Regions from separate parts of the Rattus norvegicus genome. Here region 1 is linked to region 2. Evidence: chromatin contacts called from public Hi-C data. All regions are on one chromosome and are shown on one strand. Each heading gives the region's core, a stretch centred on a gene start, on an enhancer-like site or on the middle of the called end of the contact. The rest is flanking DNA. Distances are from core to core; before and after follow the strand shown.

The links. Hi-C and Micro-C count contacts between places; a contact is called where the count stands out from the background.
Region 1: a Hi-C map of liver shows a contact between it and region 2, with 4 times the contacts expected there. The contact joins two enhancer-like sites. A contact is called at or near these places in 4 of 12 Hi-C or Micro-C datasets (frontal cortex, hepatocytes, kidney and 1 more).

Annotation. Positions count from the first base shown.
Region 1 is chr10:92,851,440-92,857,474 of GRCr8, reverse strand. All of the region lies in intron 1 of Pitpnc1 (phosphatidylinositol transfer protein, cytoplasmic 1), which reads left to right. Among named protein-coding and RNA genes, the nearest start is that of Pitpnc1, 74 kb to the left of the region's middle. Within about 2 kb of position 3,029, at least 1 of the 93 cell types and tissues checked has an H3K27ac peak or open chromatin away from gene starts, as enhancers often do. A contact at or near this core is called in liver, where this site is marked.
Region 2 is chr10:92,730,141-92,736,140 of GRCr8, reverse strand. The region is part of intron 5 of Pitpnc1 (phosphatidylinositol transfer protein, cytoplasmic 1); the gene reads left to right. It also overlaps the pseudogene Mea1-ps1. Among named protein-coding and RNA genes, the nearest start is that of Nol11, 92 kb to the right of the region's middle. Within about 2 kb of position 1,775, at least 10 of the 93 cell types and tissues checked have an H3K27ac peak or open chromatin away from gene starts, as enhancers often do. A contact at or near this core is called in liver, where this site is marked.

The DNA of each region.
Region 1 (6,035 bases), core at 1,780-4,279, 120 kb before region 2:
CTAGCTATTTGAAACCCAATTTGTAGAGCAGACTGGCCTTGAACTCACAGCAAAATGGCCTATCTCTTTGTCCTGAGACCTGGGATTAGAGTGCACTCCCATGCCTGTCCTAGCACTTGTACCTTTAAAACCATAAGCATCCTATAGTAACTCAGATGTATGTATTCTTCTGCATAGCAAGTAATGATTTATTACTGCTTTTGCTGTTGTGTAAGTGCTGGAGATCAGCCCTGGGTCCTCACTCAGGAATGCTGGGTGAATGCTGTACTAACATCGGTTTATAATAGGAGGAGGAGGAGGCTGAGCACGAATAACTTCCTTTCTTTACCTCTACTGACTAGTCTCTGAATTCATGGGAATCCTTTCCACCACATATATCACGGCAGCCATCAACTCGGCTTTCACGAGTTCGAACTCACAAGACATTGGTTCTTGTGTTGCCTTCGTCTCCTCCCTTATTTGGTTCACGGAGGCCCAAGAAGCAGATTTAATGACTAGAACATCTATTCTCAACCTGTGTGTCTCAACCCTCCCTCTTCAGGGTTGGGGAGGTGCAGGAATGACCCTTTCACGGGGCTGCCTAAGACCGTCAGAAAACACATATATTTTACATTACAGTTCATAGCAGTAGCAAAATCAAAGTTATGAAGAGAGCAACGAAAACAGTTTTATAGTTGGGGGTCACCACGACATGAGGAACTGTATTAAAAGGGTCTCGGCATTAGGAAGGTGGAGAACCACTGCTCTTAAAGATTCTTAACTGGAAGCCAAGGACCATCAGCCTCAGGGGATAAAAATGAAGCCACTCTTTACGTGTGCAGAGGAACACGGGGCATCAGCTGGGCCTGTACCCCATTTGTTTGCTTCTAAGGGCTCCTGCGTGGCTGGACTGTTCATGTAGCCTGGGAGATTGGATCTCTCTGAGCTTCTAACCTACCAGTTATTCATAAAAGCATTCGGGCTCACGGCTTTCTCGGAATGGCCCACTGTTCAGGATGGGCCTCATCTATATTTCAAGGAAATTCTTAATGGGAGAAACGGAACACTTTTCCTTTGATTAATTCATTGCTTTTTTTTTTTTCTTTCTCCTCCCCATCCCCAGTCCTCAAGGACTCAGAGGTTGGGAACTCTTAAGAGGAGGTCAGAAAGGAAGGTTAGAACATCAGAATGCCACAGAGCTAGCCCCATTGAGATCCTTGAATGCCGTGCTGCATTGTGTCGGCCGGCCTCTCGGGAGAGCCCGTGAGACCGCTCGACTGAATTTAAATCCCACAGAAGGAGCCCAGTGTTGGGAGCTTTATAGAGTCCTCAGCAGCTTTGGTCATCATTTTATGACCCCTGACCTTTAGGGTCATTTAAGCATGTTGCGAAGTGTAGTATTGCTAGGTATAGGACACAGAAGGGCACCTTGCATTCTGGGTGCTGGAGCCCCTCACACACCAGTCCCGTTCTGTCCCACGGAGCCACACCCACCTGGAGAGAATAGGCTGGAGAGTTCATGTGCCAGGATGGCGGTGTATAAACCCCCTGTAAGTCTCTGGTTTGACCAAACATAGGGTCTCACATGGCCCAGGCTAGCTTGTGGCTTGCTACATAACTAAGGATGTTCTTGATTCCCCTGCCTCCGCGCCCTGAACCACAGGTATGCACCATTGTGTCTGGCATGTGGGTAAGAGTGTCAGGTTTCTGCACCTCTGGCTTCAGTGGGACCCTCTGGGATTGCTAGGGCACGGTGGCACCCGGGACGCTGGGCAGTTCTGGTGTCTTTCAGCTACTTCCTTCCAAACACATCGGGAAGTGAGGAAGGCTCAGCAGGGACAATACATTTTCTTCCCCAGACAATCCAGCAGCCAGTCTGGTTCTGCAAAGAAAAGTTTCTCTTACGAACAAGACTTTGACCTTAACTTTCGGCAGGGTTGTAGTGGGTTATCCTTCTAGTGAGGTTCCCTTAAATGCTTCTGGGACCAGTTTTTGCTTCCAAGCCACCTGAGAAGGCTGAGAAGGCCCTGAGCCACCGAGGAGATGTTTTTATGAATTCTGGTTTCTTTCCAGATCCAAGATCTAGGGAGGGCAGTGTGAGGTGGTGAGAGGGAATCGCACCCACCTTTCCCCTCCTCTCTCTGTCCCTCTCACCTTCCCCCCTTCTTTCATCCTTTCTTTCACATTTTTAAAATTGACTTTGTGTGTATAGTGTGTGTGTGTGTAGTGGGAAGCTAATGTCCCGGGGATGGTGGGGAGGTCAGAGGACAACTTCTGGGTCCTGGGACTTGTTTCTAGTGAAATTTAAGCTGTCAGGATTGGTGTGAACATCTTTCCCTGCCAAGCCATCTCCCTTGCCCCTCCTTCTTCATTTTTATTTGGGTTTGGCGTGATTGGAGTATTCTTTAAATGAAGGCTGTCACAGGCTGTTGAAGTGGCAATCGCCAAGTGGTGACTCTGGGGACTAGGGATTGCTTGCTCTCTTGTTATCCTAACTTGTCTCATCGGAACCCAATACGCTTTGTTTGTTTCACTTGTGCCCTGAGCAGGACTCAGGGCAAACACCGAGTTCTGTAGCTGAAACATGAAGTCTTCAAGATACAGAGAGGGGTATGCTGTGCGTGTATGTGTGTGTGTGTGTGTGTGTGTGTGTGTGTGTGTGTGTGTGTGTGTGTGTATCTTGTTAAAATATCCCCATGCTCTGGGAATAAAATAACACCTACCCAAGGAGATCAACCTGGTCTGGAAGGTGTTTTCTAGGACAGTATTAGAAAGCAGTATACAAAGTCACGTGGGACACCTGAGATGGTCCCTAATGGGTATCCTTAGGGACGTCCTGAGGGCTTAGAAATGAGCTGAACAAAGCTGGTCATAGCGGCATGTTTCTGTAGACCCAACTCCCTCAGGGGAGAAAAGGATCCTGAGTTCGATTCTAGCCTGAGCCTACATAGCGAGACAATGTTTCCAAAAAGAATGAATTGAGGGCTGAGCAGATGGCTCAGAGACTATGAAGAGTGCTTGCTATGTAAGCATAAGGACCAAAGTTCAACTTGACAGAACCATGTTAAAATCTGGACATGGCTGGCCCTGTGCCCGGAATCCTAGCACTGTGGAGTGGGGTGGGGGTGGGGGAAGATGCAGACGTAGGAGCCCACCAACCTGGCTCCAGGTTTCCTGAGAGACCCTTTAAGGAAGAAGGTAGAATGTTTGAGCAGGACACCCAATGTTCTCCTCTGGTCAATGCGTATGGGTGCGTGTGTACATACATACCCACAAGCACAGAAATAAATATTAAAGTTAAAAGAGGTTCAATTCGTTCAAATAAAAAAAATGTAATAAAGCCAGGCTTGTGGGCGACCGGACAGGGTCAATTTCAGGTTCTGAAGTGAAGTATTAGAGCTACTGGGTTCAGGGTGGGCTTGATGCTCAGTGGGCAAAGCGCTTGCTGCAAAGCAAGGCTGAAGATCCGGGTTTGGTGGTGAGAATCCTCCCAGCGCAGGATGGATGCTCGCTCACTCCCTGAGGTTGTGCTGTGACCTCCACTTTGACACCAAGGCCTCCCGTCTGCTACACACACAAAATAAACAAAAATGTAACGAAAACGTAAAGAACGTGTAGACGTATTAAAACCAGTAATAAATGAATTAAAATACTTTATTATTTTTAAACTGTGTATATGTATATGTGCATGTGGATGCAATTGTCCACAGAGTCCAGAAGAGGGTGTCAGATCCCTATAGGTGACGTTTCAGGCAGTTGGGAACCACCCAGTGGTAGGTGCTGGGAAAAGAACTCTGGTCCTCTGCAAAGAGCACCAAATGTTCTTAACCCCAGAGCCAGCTCTCCAGCCCAGTGCATTGTTTTGAAGAGAAGGCTTTGGGTCCTGAAGTCTGGCTTTAAATTCCCAAATGCATCTCACCTGCAGCCCCGTCCCCCGGGCCGCCCTACCTATCCCTTCCCTGGTTCAGCAGTGCTGTCCCATCCTGGCTGGCTCCTGTTTCTCTCAATCCTTCCACATTTACTAAACAGAATCTTCTCGTTCATCTCCATTTATCTATCGATCTGATTATTTATTTATTTATCTACTTAAATATTTATTTAATGTATGTGAGTACACCACAACTGTCTTCAGACACACCAGAGGAGGACATCGGATCCCATTACAGATGGTTGTGAGCCACCGTGTAGTTGCTGGGACTTGAACTCAGGACCTCTGGAAGAGCACTCAGTGCTCTTAACCGATGAGCCACCTCTCCAGCCCCCGATCATTGATTTCTATCAGAATGATCTCACAGATACTTATTTTATTCTCTGAGTGAGAGATGTTTTTAAAACAAGCAAGCAGCCTCCCTGAATCATATGGCGGGAGGTAACAGGGTAAACAGTGGATTCTGGGAAAGCAGCAGTAGTCAGTGTATCTGTCTGTGGGGAGATTCCCAAGGCCAGCAAGGACTGGATGCAGAAAGGAAGGCCAGGGAAAGCCAGCAGGGCAGAAAGTGTGGGAAGGTTCACATCAGAGAGAACATGGAAGGGGCGATGGTTCATTTACTTCTGTCTTCTCAGAGATGACTTTAAGGTGACAGTGGTGGGAAATTGGCTGTTGTGCCTAGGATGCTTGGCTGAAATTCCTGGCTCCTGGAGTGGTGTCTTTGTGCCTCAGAATAATTAATCATTCTGTTTTGCACACCAGGGGACTGTCAACAGCATCTCTGACCTCTAACCCTTAGTTGCAAAGAACATTGTCTCTCTTGTCACCAGAGGTCCCCTCATAATGTCCCCAGGCAATGCCAGATGCTTCCTAGAAACCAGGTCACCCATCCTAAGAACCAGGGATGCAAAATGGTTCACACCATCCTGCCAGGAGGCAGTGCCTTGTTTTTTGCTGTTGTATCATGTCCGTACTCGTTTAGTGTGCGTGCACATGCTGGCTTGGCTTGTATACACATATATACCCAGAGGACAACTTGTAGGACTCAATCCTGTCTTTCTGCCATGTGGGCTACTGGGATCCACCTCAGGTCATTAGGCAGTGGCAAGTGTCTTCACCCACTGAGCTGTCTCACCAGCCCCTAAGTCGTTGTTTGAGACAATGGGACCTGAAACTCACCAATTAGTCGAGGTTGGCTAGCTAGCAAGTCTGTCTCATTTTTTCTAGCCACCGTCCCCATCTTTGCACATGGTTTCTGAAGACCCAAACTCAGGGCATCATGCTACATGGCCAAGCAGTTTACCAGCTGAGCCATCATGAAGGACCTGGCTCTCTTGGGGACAGTTGATGGTCCTCATAGCCTTCATCCAACCAAATGGGGAGACATGTTCTAACTCAAAGAGGGTGTGAAATGATTCCAAAGTGTGCTTCTGTGTGTGTAGCCTCCGTGATTCATGGCGGGGGGTGGGGGGGAGGTTGTTTTGCTTATTCTGTGGTTTCTGTGTGGGCCTCGAGAGTTGTCTCTGGTTGTTATGACAGTTGGGGACACAGAAGCACTTCTCACCCGTTAGTCGCTGAAAGTCTGTTTGGTTTCAATCCAACACAACGCCTACCAAGCTGGGTGTACACTGGTTGCTGCTAGAGTCATTTCCTAGGACAGCTGGGGGACGTGGGGACTTTTACTCCCTTTCTCATTTATCTTCGAAGACACTTGCATGTTGGCCTAGGGTGGGGTTCTTTCCCCCATTCTTTTTCTTTTCCCATTGCTCAGTATTTCTGAGGTTGACACTTCAAACCTAGCAAAGGTGACAGAGGTTAAGGGGACAAGCCAGGGCTGAGGCCTGAGGGACCTTGTGTAGCCACTGATGCCATCTGTTGGTGGCTGGCAGAACTGATGCCCTTGGTTGTGCTGGAGCACCATTGATTGCCCAGAGTTGAAAGTTGACAGCCGAGAACCTTCCTCTCACCAGCAACATAGACCCGGCAGGAGAGAGAAAAGTGGGCTGGCGTCTCAGGTCAGCTTCAGGAGTTAAGTGGTGCTAGAAAATTTAAAAGAGGATTTTTTCCCCCTCCAAGGTCCTGCCAGGAATGCTATTGGGACCTGAAATCCATTTAGGAGTCATCTGTC
Region 2 (6,000 bases), core at 526-3,025:
GATCTCTCTTGCTCAAGGTCACCCAGCTAGGTGTGGGGATTGGAACTCAGCCTCGCCACCATCTAATCTCTCTCTAACTGCTAAAAAAGATACATGAAGATAATTCCATAGCTAGAAGCAGAGTATCAAAAATAATAGTTTTCAGAGTTTTTAAAGACGTCTCAGGAAGAAAGGTGGCTCATCTGGAAAGGAGTGAGGTACTGTCTTGATGATGTGTCTCATTCCATTGTCTGTTGCTATAACTGGAGACCACAGGGTGGATAATTTATAAAGAATAAAGGTTAGTCTAGTTTACAGTTCTGAAGGTTAGGAAGTCCCTGGGTGTGTCATATCATACTGTGAGGTCATTGTGCCTGCTGGGATTGTCTGCAGCAGCCTAAGGTGGCACAGGCATCTCCCGGTGAGGGAGAACCATCTGCCTCAGGTTTCCTCATTTGTAAAACTGAATTGGGTCTACTCTTGATGCCTCCTCTTTCCCTAATCCCAAAGTCTCACCTCCAAATACCAGAGAGGCTCAAACTTTGTTCCTCGTAATGCCATAGAATTAAATTTCAATGTAAGTGTAGATGAAGACCCTGAAAAGTTAGCATGGTGGCTTTTCGTTGTAGTAGCAAGAAATCAAGGAAGGATTGTGTAATAAGTGTTTGTCTTAAACTAAACTTGGAGCCAGTGAGATGGCTCAGCAGGTAAAAGATACCTGCTACCAAGTCTCATGACTTGGGCCCAATCCCCAGAGCCTAAATGACAGAAGGAGGGAACTGATTCTTGAAGTTTGGCCTTTAAGCTCCACATGCATGGCAAGGTACAGGGATGATCACGCAAGCGCGCGCGCACACACACACACACACACACACACACACACACGAAATTAAATAAACAAAGTGTAAAAAGGTCAATCTGGTAGGGCAGGGGTAGTACAGGGATATTGCTCAGTGGGTAGAATGCTTGCCCAGCATACACAAAAGCTCTGGGTTGATCTCAAGCACTGCGTCCGACCACACATACAGCTGGGCACAGTGATGCATGCACTAGTCCCAGCACTCAGAGGGTTAGAGGCAGAGAATCAGAAATTCAAGGTCATCCTCAACTACGTGGAGAGTTTGAGGCTAGCCTAGGCTACATGAAACACACACACACACACACACACACACACACACACACACCAGAAAACAAGGAACAGATGTGGGCCCAGGCTGGTCTCAAACTCCTTTTGTTGTTAGGATGACTTTCTGAACATCTGGCCTTCCGTGCCTCTTCCTCTCCAGTCTGCACTTCCCTAGCAATGATGGGGAAGGGATTCAAGGCTTCATGCACGCAAGGCAAGCTACGACACAACTGAGCTACACTCCCAACCCCTGACATTAGCCCTTGGTGGTGAAATACTAACGATAAAGAACCTCACAGGCCAGAATTTGGAGGAACCATCTCTGGAAACCAGATAGTGAGTGTTCTTCCCGATAGAACACTTTGAGATTGTTCCTCTTCCAGGTGGAAGAAAAGGTCAGAGGGCAGGGCAGATACAGGGAGGGAAGGGGGACAGAAAACCAGTTAGCTTGTGCACATGGCCTCTAGCTTCAGGCATGTGAGGAGAAGTCATCGAGAGGAAGAGAAACCAGGAAAGAGGTTTGAAGGAGGTTGGCGAAGGTCAAAGGTCCCCGCTGGTGAGAAACTGGTGACCGAGAAGAGGAAACTGCTCGCTTGGAAGTCTCTGCAGCCTGGTGATTTGGGCAGCTGTGGTTAGCGGTGCCACCAGCCTGCTTGACTGTCCCTTCCCCAGCTGAGCTCTGCCTTCTGTGCGTAGGAGCACAGGAAATGTTGTCAAGTTCGTCTAAGAGTCGTTTGCAGCGTGTGGGAAATTGAGTAGGCCAAGGTCGGAATGAGCCTGCGGTCCAGCCCGAGTCTCTTGGGGGATCGGAGGGTTCAGTGAGGTGACAGGAAAAGGTATCCTGGGATTGACCTTGAAGTTGGACTTGGAAGGAAAGTAAACAGTGTCTGGGCTTCAGCAGGGGATTGTAACGGTAGACGGAAGATCACGGAAGATAGGGGAGCACGTGGACAAGGTCAGCTGACGTGGGAGACCGTGAAGGTCAAAGGAGGAGATAGGAGAAGGCTGGCCTATGTCAACAGTGGACGGTCGAGTCCCCTCCTCAGTAAGGTCCCATTGACCAATCAAAGTACTCACCCTGCTGACACAAGGAGTACTGGGTGCAGGTCTACCTATCAGAGTGTGGGTGAGGGGTTTCCTATGGTAGCATGGGTGGCCCCAAAGCAGCCATACTGGAAAGTTCCTAGTGTGGATGGACCACGGCTCCCCATAGCTGTGTAAGATTAACTTCCCCTAGGCCATACGCCACTAGGGCAGAATTATATACACATGGCTGAGAGAAGTGTCTGGAACCTCATGTGAGGGTCTGGTGACCTTCCTCGACCCCTCCTTGATAGAATGCCGAGTCCCAAAGCAATATTGAGATGGATACTTGCACGCTGACACAAATGATTGGATAAGGATGGTGTAGTGCCTCACGGTGGTTAAGGGTCAAAGTGGTCCATTGATGGCGTCAGTGGGGACAGAGGACTAGAAAGCAGGAGCTAGACTGCTGAGGGCTGTCATGCTGTCAGTGACAGCTGACTTATGATGTGCTTTTGTGTTGTTGGTTTGTTTGTTTCTCCTAAAGAATCTTTGTGATTGTTTTTTAAAACTGAATTGGCGATTTCAACTGTACAACCTCTTCCATAGCAAGCTCTCGGGACCTGTAGGGTTGCAGACCCTAGCCAGCCTCCTCCACCACAGCCTCTCCATGCATTTGGACAATCCGAGCATTTGTCCCAGAACTCAGTGGTCCTCAAAGTCCAGAGTCATAGTCATTGGCTTACCTGGGAGATGGGGACAGGGCCCCACCTAATGGCCCTTCTGTAAAGTGCAAAGGGAGCTGGCAGGCTCAAGAGAAGGGAAAGGGCTCCAGCCACTCCAAAGGAGGGAGTGACTTCCTCCAGGATAAAGGGGCAAGAATGAGTCGGCCTCAGGGGATAATGGTTAATGTCAAAGATGATAATAGCGTTGGAGTTGACCAAGACCAAGCATCCTGTTCACCGCTGAGCTGCATCCCCAACCATGCTACTCCCCAACCATGCTACTCCCCAACCATGCTGCTACTCCCCAACCATGGTACTCCCCAACCATGCTACTCCCCAACCATGCTACTCAGTTTTAAAACCCTGGTCAAAGGTTTACATCCTCATTGTGAGGAAAGGGAAATCTGTCTTCCCTGTCTTTTTTTTTTTTTTTTTTTTTTTTTTTTTTTGGTTCTTTTTTTCGGAGCTGGGAACCGAACCCAGGGCCTTGCGCTTCCTAGGCAAGCGCTCTACCTCTGAGCTAAATCCCCAACCCCCTGTCTTCCCTGTCTTACAGAACCAGTTTGTCATTGTTGTTGTTGTTGTTATGGGGTTTTTTTTGTTTGTTGATTTTTTTGTTTTGTTTTGTTTTGTTTTTGGCAGTGTACATAAGGTGCTTTATTCTCCACAGAGTGATACATGCTAAGGTGGGCTGGGCTTGGGCCAATGTTCATATGTACAGAACTGAACAAAGTGGGTCTCTGAGAGGTCTGACTTGCCTTGGTGCGAAAAGGGACACGGGAAGAAGAGGGATTTTTTTTTTTTTTTTTTTTTTTTTTAGTTTTGTTTTGCTTCTTTTTTTCGGAGCTGGGGACCGAACCCAGGGCCTTGCGTTTGCTAGGCAAGCGCTCTACCACTAAGCTAAATCCCCAACCCCGAAGACAGATGTTAAAACCAGAACTGTTAGTCCTGTGCTGGTCCCGGCCTGGAATGCAGGGAGGTAAGGCAGCTTGCTCCCTGAGTGGTCACTTCCAGGCAGGGGACGCCTGCCAGGCTTGGAGGGCTTTCTGCACCACATCTTCTCACTGAGCGTCCGATATCTCCTGAGCCCAGGCAGGAACCCCTGGCGCGGGCAGGCTTACTCCAGCCATCGTCCTCTTCACCAGTTCCACGTGTTCCAGGTCCATGGGGATTGAGCTGTACTGCACAATGCTGCAGCTCCCTGCTCATCTCCAGCCTCACTCTCCAATGGCGGGTCTGGCAAGTGAAGCTCCAGGGCCTGGATCCGATCTCAGATATCAGCAGCACCATCTTCACCCTGACGTACTGGCGCCAGTCCCACCTCTTCCGGTTCAGGGTCTTGATTGAGGGGCTGGTATGAGTAGCCTGCTGGGCCCGCTCCTGTTTCCTCCTCCTCTTCCTCAGGTTCTTCACTGGTCCAATCCCCAGTTCCTTCTGGAGGACCCTGATGGGGCCCTGAGTCCTCAGTCTGATTGGGGAAGATACGCTCAGGGCCCATGGGATCTCCCCCTAGAACTACTGCTGCCATCCGGGCAGGGGCTTCTCAGAGCCCACAGCCAGACCCGCACCTTCACTTCCGGCGGGGCACGACGTGCTGGTTGTTTGATTTTAATAATGGGTTTTTTTTCCCTCCTTCCAAGTTTTCCAGGGCTGCAGCAAGAATTCCTAAAAACACTCATACTGGCAATCGCATGGCCTCTTGCTTTTCAGTAACAATCGCCTGGGATTCTCAGAGGTTCCACATCCCTCAAGGCAATGCTTGCCCACTGGATCTTCAGAACAATGACTTCACAACCATGTCTGGTTTTTCTCCATGTTCAGGAGTGAATGGGGGGCGTGGGTAGCTCATCTTAAATGTTTAAATTTTAAAATGAGAAAAGGCTGTGGTTGGAATGTGGGGTGCATGTCCCTCAAGGGTGCAGATGCTGCCATTTGATCCCCCTGTTCTTAGGGTCTTACTGCTGTGAAGAGGCACCATGATCAATGTACGTTTTATAAAGGACAACATTTAATTGGGGCTGGCTTACATGTTTAGAGGTTCAGTCCATTATCATCAAGGCGGGAGTATGTCAGCATCACAGCATCCAGGCAGGCGTGGTGCAGGAGGAGGTCTACATCTTCACCGAAGGAAGCCAGGAGCAGACTGAGCATCCTCAGGCAGCTAGGAGAAGGGACTCCAAGCCCACCCCACAGTGACACACTTCCTCCAACAAGGCCACACCTTCTAATAGTGCCACTCCCTGGGCCAAGCATATGCAAACCATCACACCCTGCAAGGGATTAATCCAGCTTTGATATTTAGAGGCGGACTTTTGAGGAGTCCTTAGAAATAGATTAAGTCTTCAGTGTGGGTCCCCATGATTAAAACACAGTGGTATTGAGAGATAAGAACACCCCTGTCTCTCAAACACACATACACACACACACACACACACACACACACACACACACACACACGCATACACACAAAACCTCTTGTCATGTAACACTTCCTGCCACCTTAGAATTCTGCGAGTAAGAGACCGAAGCTGCCAGATGTGGGCACCTCTAGAGAGTCACAAGCCAGACCAACATGCAACACAGAGACACCCTTGAAAACCGAGAAAAGGCAAAGTCCAAAAGTCCTGTTCAGATTGTGTGCGTGCGCTCGTGCGCACGCGTGCATGCATGTGTGTGTGCACATGTTTGTTTGCGTGTGTGTGTTTATGTGTGTCTGTGCGCGTGTTTGTTTATGTGTGTGTGTTTGTGTGTGTGCGCGCGTGTGTGTGTGTGTGTGTGTGTGTGTGTGTGTGTGTGTGTGTGTACGAGCCAGCTCCATAGAGGCCTCTGTGTAGGAGGGCTCCTCCTCCTCATTTCTTTACAAACTTTCCTAGCTCGAAGCTATTTCATTATTGTAATATAGAGCAGGCTAAAGCCAGAAGAAGCAGCTAATACATGGCGGGGGACGGGGAGTGTGTCTCATGAAAAACGAACAGATTTTAAGAGGGAAAAAAAATAAAAGAGGATCGGGTGAGAACGCCAGAGTAGGGAGGAGAGTCTGGCCCCAGAGACCTGAAGGCAAAGGAAACAAGTTAAAAATAAAATCAAGCTGAGGGTGAACCTCAGAGCCCCTCGGCCCGATCAAAGCTGAGTGGAGAGCCCCATTCC